Regions from separate parts of the Arachis hypogaea genome. Here region 1 is linked to region 2. A link is a contact called in public Hi-C data. All regions are on one chromosome and are shown on one strand. The core of a region is the stretch at or near the end of the contact, and the rest is flanking DNA. Distances in the headings are between cores, read along the strand shown. Region 1 has its middle 24 kb from the start of LOC112774573. Region 2 holds the start of LOC112771215 (probable BOI-related E3 ubiquitin-protein ligase 3).

Region 1 (2,817 bases), core at 257-2,756, 280 kb after region 2:
GAGAAAATTTAAAAAAAAAAAAATCATAACTCTTATTTTCTTTGAGGAAAAAAAATTGTTTTTTTTTAATCTTTAATCACAATTTATATATATATTTTTTGTCACTTTTTCAAATCGTCACTCATAATTTATTTTGATAACATTCTATCACATATCAATGCATTACATTAAATTTGTATAATATCACCATATATATTAGGCCCTTAATTTTACAATAACTAAAAAAATTAGCCAAATAATTCCCAAATTAATTAATTAGTCGATTAATTTAATTTTGTGAGCTTTGAAATGCCTTTACGCAAATCATGAAAGATGAACCAATCACACGCATGCCCTATTAGTATTTTATTTGGGTGACTTTGCCCTATTAGTATATGACTATGAATGAAAGTAAGTAATATTATTTATTTATGAATGTTGAAGGGAAAGGCAAACCAACAAACAATAAAACCACAGTGATCCATGTCTCCCTTTTAAGAAAGAGACGTGTGAATAAACTAACCCACTTTCATTGCTTTGGTCCCTTTTTTTCTGCATAGAATCACACATCCATTTTTATGTACGTGGGGTCAAAACCCCTTTCCCCCACCACCTTCTCCAATGATATCATTCTTTTTTTTAAGACTAGTAAACTTCTCATTAAACATCTTTATCTATCTACACATAGGAATAGTTAATTATAGAATTGACATACAATATTATTTTATCATTATTGTCAATGAACATTTTGGGCAGACTCCAAATCCTTCGTCACGTACACACTACGCACCTGTCCTCCAATTAGGACAATGATACTTAACCCAATACCATATCTTCTTCATTAATAATTACTAATTAATTAATTAATTAGCTAATCAATCAATTTATACTTTCTTTAGATTTAGCATAGGTGATAAAAGCTCCAAATATATCTTATAAAGACTTTGTATTTAATATCCTTTTATATTATTCTAAAAGTTTTTATAATAAAAAATTAAATTCTATTTAAAAATTTACTGCTAATTAATAAATTATACATGCACAAAGCAAAATTTAAATTTTTAATATTTATATAAGGAAAGAATTGAACTAACCATATTTGACATTCAAATTGGTTAAGTCATTAACCTTAGAGATATATGTTTGATTTTAGGTAAATGATAGATGTCAAATCCATGAAAAAAAAAAAAAAAGAAATACAAGAATAAGAGAATTTTCTTAGCTTGAGGGGGCTAAAGTAATAGATAGGAAAGGTTTGTAAGTATCTAGGCCCATATGGGATGTTGCTTTCTTTTATTATCTTTGTAGCTAAAGAATATGGAAGATGGTGCTAGCTAGGCTTGTTGCAAGTGCAAAAGGGGTTAGAAATGTGTGTCACATAAGTTGTCAATATCGGTGATATATATACATATTCCAATTATTTATTTTAATTAGTATTATTATTATTTATTTCACTTGGGGTTGTGGGCCTTACCCAAAGTATTGGGATAGTACAAAGCATAGAATATGGATCTAATTAAAGAGGATTGAGGGGTCCATGATGGGGAACCTAACTTTCTTCCCTTGTGAAAGGGGGCACTCATGTCCTAACCCCGTCATCATAGAGAATTGATTTTGTTGCTTCCTTTTGTTCTATCCTAACACATGTTTTCTCCTTTAAAGAAAGTGGACCCTCTGCCATATCACAAGTCACTTAGTATTATAATTGTAAGGAAAAGTCTAAGGGCTAGCAATTTTGTTAAATTCTGACCTGCATATAACCAGCAAAAAAAATAAATTATTGGATAAAATTTCACACCAATCTCACACCATTAAAACATCATTGATAGCTATTTGATGGCTACAAATTACAAAAATTGCTGGCCCTGTCATTCCTCTATATTATATACATACATATATACATAATAATAGATAGAATTGAAATGAAGGTGGCTCCTAAAGTAGCATGTCCAATTGTGTCTAACACAACACAAATTGTGAATCACAAAGTCTAAAGGTGCCACAGTGAAAAAAGGCATATTGATAAATCCAAAGAATGGAATTTTTAGTTTTCAATCACCATTGACATATTGCTATTTGGGGTTGGCCTAACTTCCCAAATAATAATAATAATGAAAAAATTTAAAATTTCTTCCTGAAATTAATGTGGATAGTGATACTTCTTAGGCATTATCTTAAGGCTTGCTCCCTTTAAATTTAAGCTAAAGTGAGTGAAGCTTTTGTTGATATATATACCCTTGTCAATTTCCTATATTTTTATTTTTACTATTTTATTTATTTTTTCTTAATGTGTGTGATACATGATTAAGATGATGCAACCCTATGTTTGGGAAGAGCCTTGCTGGCATATATATTATTTTGCTTTCCCACAATTCTTTGATTCTCATTTTACTTTGTAAGGATTATGGTAAGCTACACATAACATAAAAGGCATGGTGGGTCAATGATATGGAATTAAGAATCCACCTCTAAATGAAAAGAAGCATATATATATAAACCATTCACCAAGGGTAATCATATCTCCCATAATGAGAATTTTCTTTATAAGGGAATTTGAAACGACTTGCCATGTCCATGAGTGAATGGATTTGGCGTGATATAGGTGGAGTAAGGTTAAAGATAAGGGACATTATTAATTGCATTTTTTAATGCTAATAAAGACAACATCCCCTCTCCGATCCCTTTTTTCTCTTCAATAACTTTTCTACCCCCTACTCCCTTATTTCTATTACTAAATGTGAGATAGGATAACAAGGGTAAAATTAAAAAGAAAAAAAAAAATTATTGAATAAAAGAAAGTACTCTAGTTGTTATTCATGAAGAGGGAGAACAATTTGT
Region 2 (2,833 bases), core at 13-2,512:
CTTTTAACATGTCTTAATATGATTGTTTTTAGATTTTATAAAAAAATATAAAAATAAATAGTTAATTTTATGAAATATATTATGATAATAATATATTAAAATATAGTTTGGTCAAATATAATTTTATTTTTATTTTTCAAGCTAATAAATACTATTTATTATTTTGAAGTCAAATAAATTTGAACAATAATTAACTTCTAGAAAATTGTAATAAATTAATAAAGAAATTTATTTAACATTTGTCCTAAAGACACATGACTAGAACACATGACAAATTTATTATTAATGAAAAGTTTTATATATTTTTAATAAATATTTTTTCAATTTATAATTTTAAATAGGAAACAAGATAGATCTACTCTTAATTAAAAACATCTAAACCTAAATTTATTACTTCATTAATTATATTAACATTTTCTTTTATTACCACTATTGGCTTTTTCTTTTTATTTTTTTAATTGTGGTACAAAATTAGGTTAAATTTTTTAGAAATAAAAAAATTTATATGTAATCCACTATCATAGTTAATTGATGTGTTTTTTTTAAATAATTTTTAATTTTTAATTTTAAATAGCAAATCAGACTTTTTAATTTAAAAAATATGAAAGTTAAATTTTATAATGTACAAATCAAAAAATTCGATTTATGATAAAATAATTTTTTTGTTGTAAAACAAATCGAAAAATTCGATTAGTATATTCTCAAATTTATATATTTAAAGAAATCTAACTCTCTATACAAAAAATATACTAAATTTTTATATTATAAAAAAATTACCACTAAAATCACAGCACTAAACAAAAATAGCGCACAAAATTAGCTTATTAACTTTAGGGGGAGAAAAGATAACAGTCAATAAAACGTTGAATCGTAGTATACTATATATCTACGTGCCAGCCTCTAGTGGGAAGGTATTACGTGTCGCACTCGCCGTTTTTCGAATAATATTATTAATTTAATTGTTTACTAATTTAACTATTCGTTAATGGAGAAAGTAAAGGTGATCGATGTTGCTTGGCCAATCTCAACAGTTACGGACACATGGAGGGGGTTGTATTACCAAAATACTCCTCGTACTGGCCCATAATTTCGCAATTGCCCTCGTCGAATCTCCCTCTGTAGCACGGTCTCTACTCTGGATTAGACAAAAAGATCTCGTCACTAAAACCAACAGAAGCTTTTCTTTTTCCATGTAAATAATAATTTTTTAAAAAGTTAATTAAATTTAAATTAGTCAATTTAATTATTCAACCAAAATAATGTGTGGACCGAAGGAAACCCTAAATAAACCCCACCATACAGCAATGCCACCTCTATTTGCATGCCCCTCTCCCCCATTTTCCTAGTTCCCTTTCCTTTCATTTAACTTGTGCTCTTCTTTGTCTTCCCTTTCATCCTCTTATTATCTATCTACCTTGCTCATCTCTATTTCTATCTATTCTCTCTCCCTCACACACACAAAAACACAACCGAGTCTTCTTTTCTCTCCCTTCTAATAGCCACTACCGAAGAAACTGCTTATAACAGCAACCACGCCAAAAACGCACAACTCAAGTTAAATATAAATAAAAGCCCTCCCCACCCAACAAGTGAAAAGAGAACAACAACAACACAGAACAGAAGGAAAAGAAAAAAAAAGGGTTATCACCATTTTATTGAGTTTTTTGAAAAACATGGCCGTTGAGGCTCGCCATCTCAATCTCTTCCCTTCGCAACTCATAAGCAATAGGTACATATCATTTCATACAACATGTTATTTTCATCATTTCGATATGGTTTTGCCATATTAATCTGAATCTATATCTATGTGTGCAGGGAAATGATGAATTCCATTGAGACAAACATGAATCTGAATTTATACAACGCTCAGCTTGGTTACTCATCCTTGCTTCCGTTATCCGGCACAACTACAACCGCTGCTGCCGGCGTCGGAACAGAGGCCATGCTCCCGCCGGCGATGTATAGTTCAATTGCTGCAGATTCCCTGCCTCAACAACAAAAGACTCCAATAAAATCGGAAAGCACTCTCACCTACAATAACATTCCTTTGTCGAGAAAACGATCAAGAGACACGTCAGGTTCCATCAACTACACTTTCCCCTCTTCGTACCCCGCCACAGCCTCCACCGTCACAGTTCAACCACATCACAAAAATTGTGGCTCTTTTACCTTTTTAGGGGAAGACATTACCCTCCAGATCCATCAGCAACAGCTTGACATCGATCAACTTGTTGCACAACGCGTAAGTATCATCAATTAATTATTTCAATGCATGATCATATGTCTGAAAATCTCATATTTTCATTGTTCTGTCCTGTTTCATTCTTCAGATGGAGAAAGTGAGGATGGAGTTAGAAGAGAAGCGCAAGAGACATGCAAGGAGAATCATGGAAGCAATAGAAGTAAGTGTGATGAAGAGGCTGAAAGCAAAAGAGGATGAAATAGAGAAAATGGGGAAACTGAATTGGGCGTTAGAAGAGAAAGTCAAGTCTTTATGCATAGAGAATCAGATATGGCGTGATTTGGCACAAACGAACGAGGCAACAGCAAATGCTCTCAGAACGAACCTGGAACAAGTCCTCGCCCAACGCGGCGGCGGCGGCGCCGTGGAAGACGATGGCGCTACCGTGTGCCCGGGCGGAGCAGCGACTGCGGCAGTGATGGACGATGCGGAGTCTTGCTGTGGAAGCAGTGATGATTGTGGCGATAAGAATTTGGAAGAGAAGGTGGTGGAAAGTTGTGGTGGTGGGTGGCGCACGTTAGCGGGGGTTAGTGCGCAGGATAAGGGAGGGAGGTTGTGTAAGAACTGTGGGAAGGGGGAATCGTGCGTGCT

The links. Hi-C and Micro-C count contacts between places; a contact is called where the count stands out from the background.
Region 1: a contact with region 2 is called in a Hi-C map of leaf, with 2.0 times the contacts expected there. The contact joins the enhancer-like site here to the promoter of LOC112771215 in region 2.

What each region holds. Positions count from the first base shown.
Region 1 is chr18:65,452,350-65,455,166 of arahy.Tifrunner.gnm2.J5K5, forward strand. No RefSeq gene overlaps it. Among protein-coding and RNA genes, the nearest start is that of LOC112774573, 24 kb to the right of the region's middle. Within about 2 kb of position 1,507, at least 1 of the 3 cell types and tissues checked has open chromatin away from gene starts, as enhancers often do.
Region 2 is chr18:65,177,280-65,180,112 of arahy.Tifrunner.gnm2.J5K5, forward strand. It overlaps LOC112771215 (probable BOI-related E3 ubiquitin-protein ligase 3), which reads left to right and starts at 1,263. Exons shown (of 3, transcript XM_025815881.3): 1 at 1,263-1,729; 2 at 1,816-2,242; 3 at 2,331-2,833. The coding sequence starts at 1,674.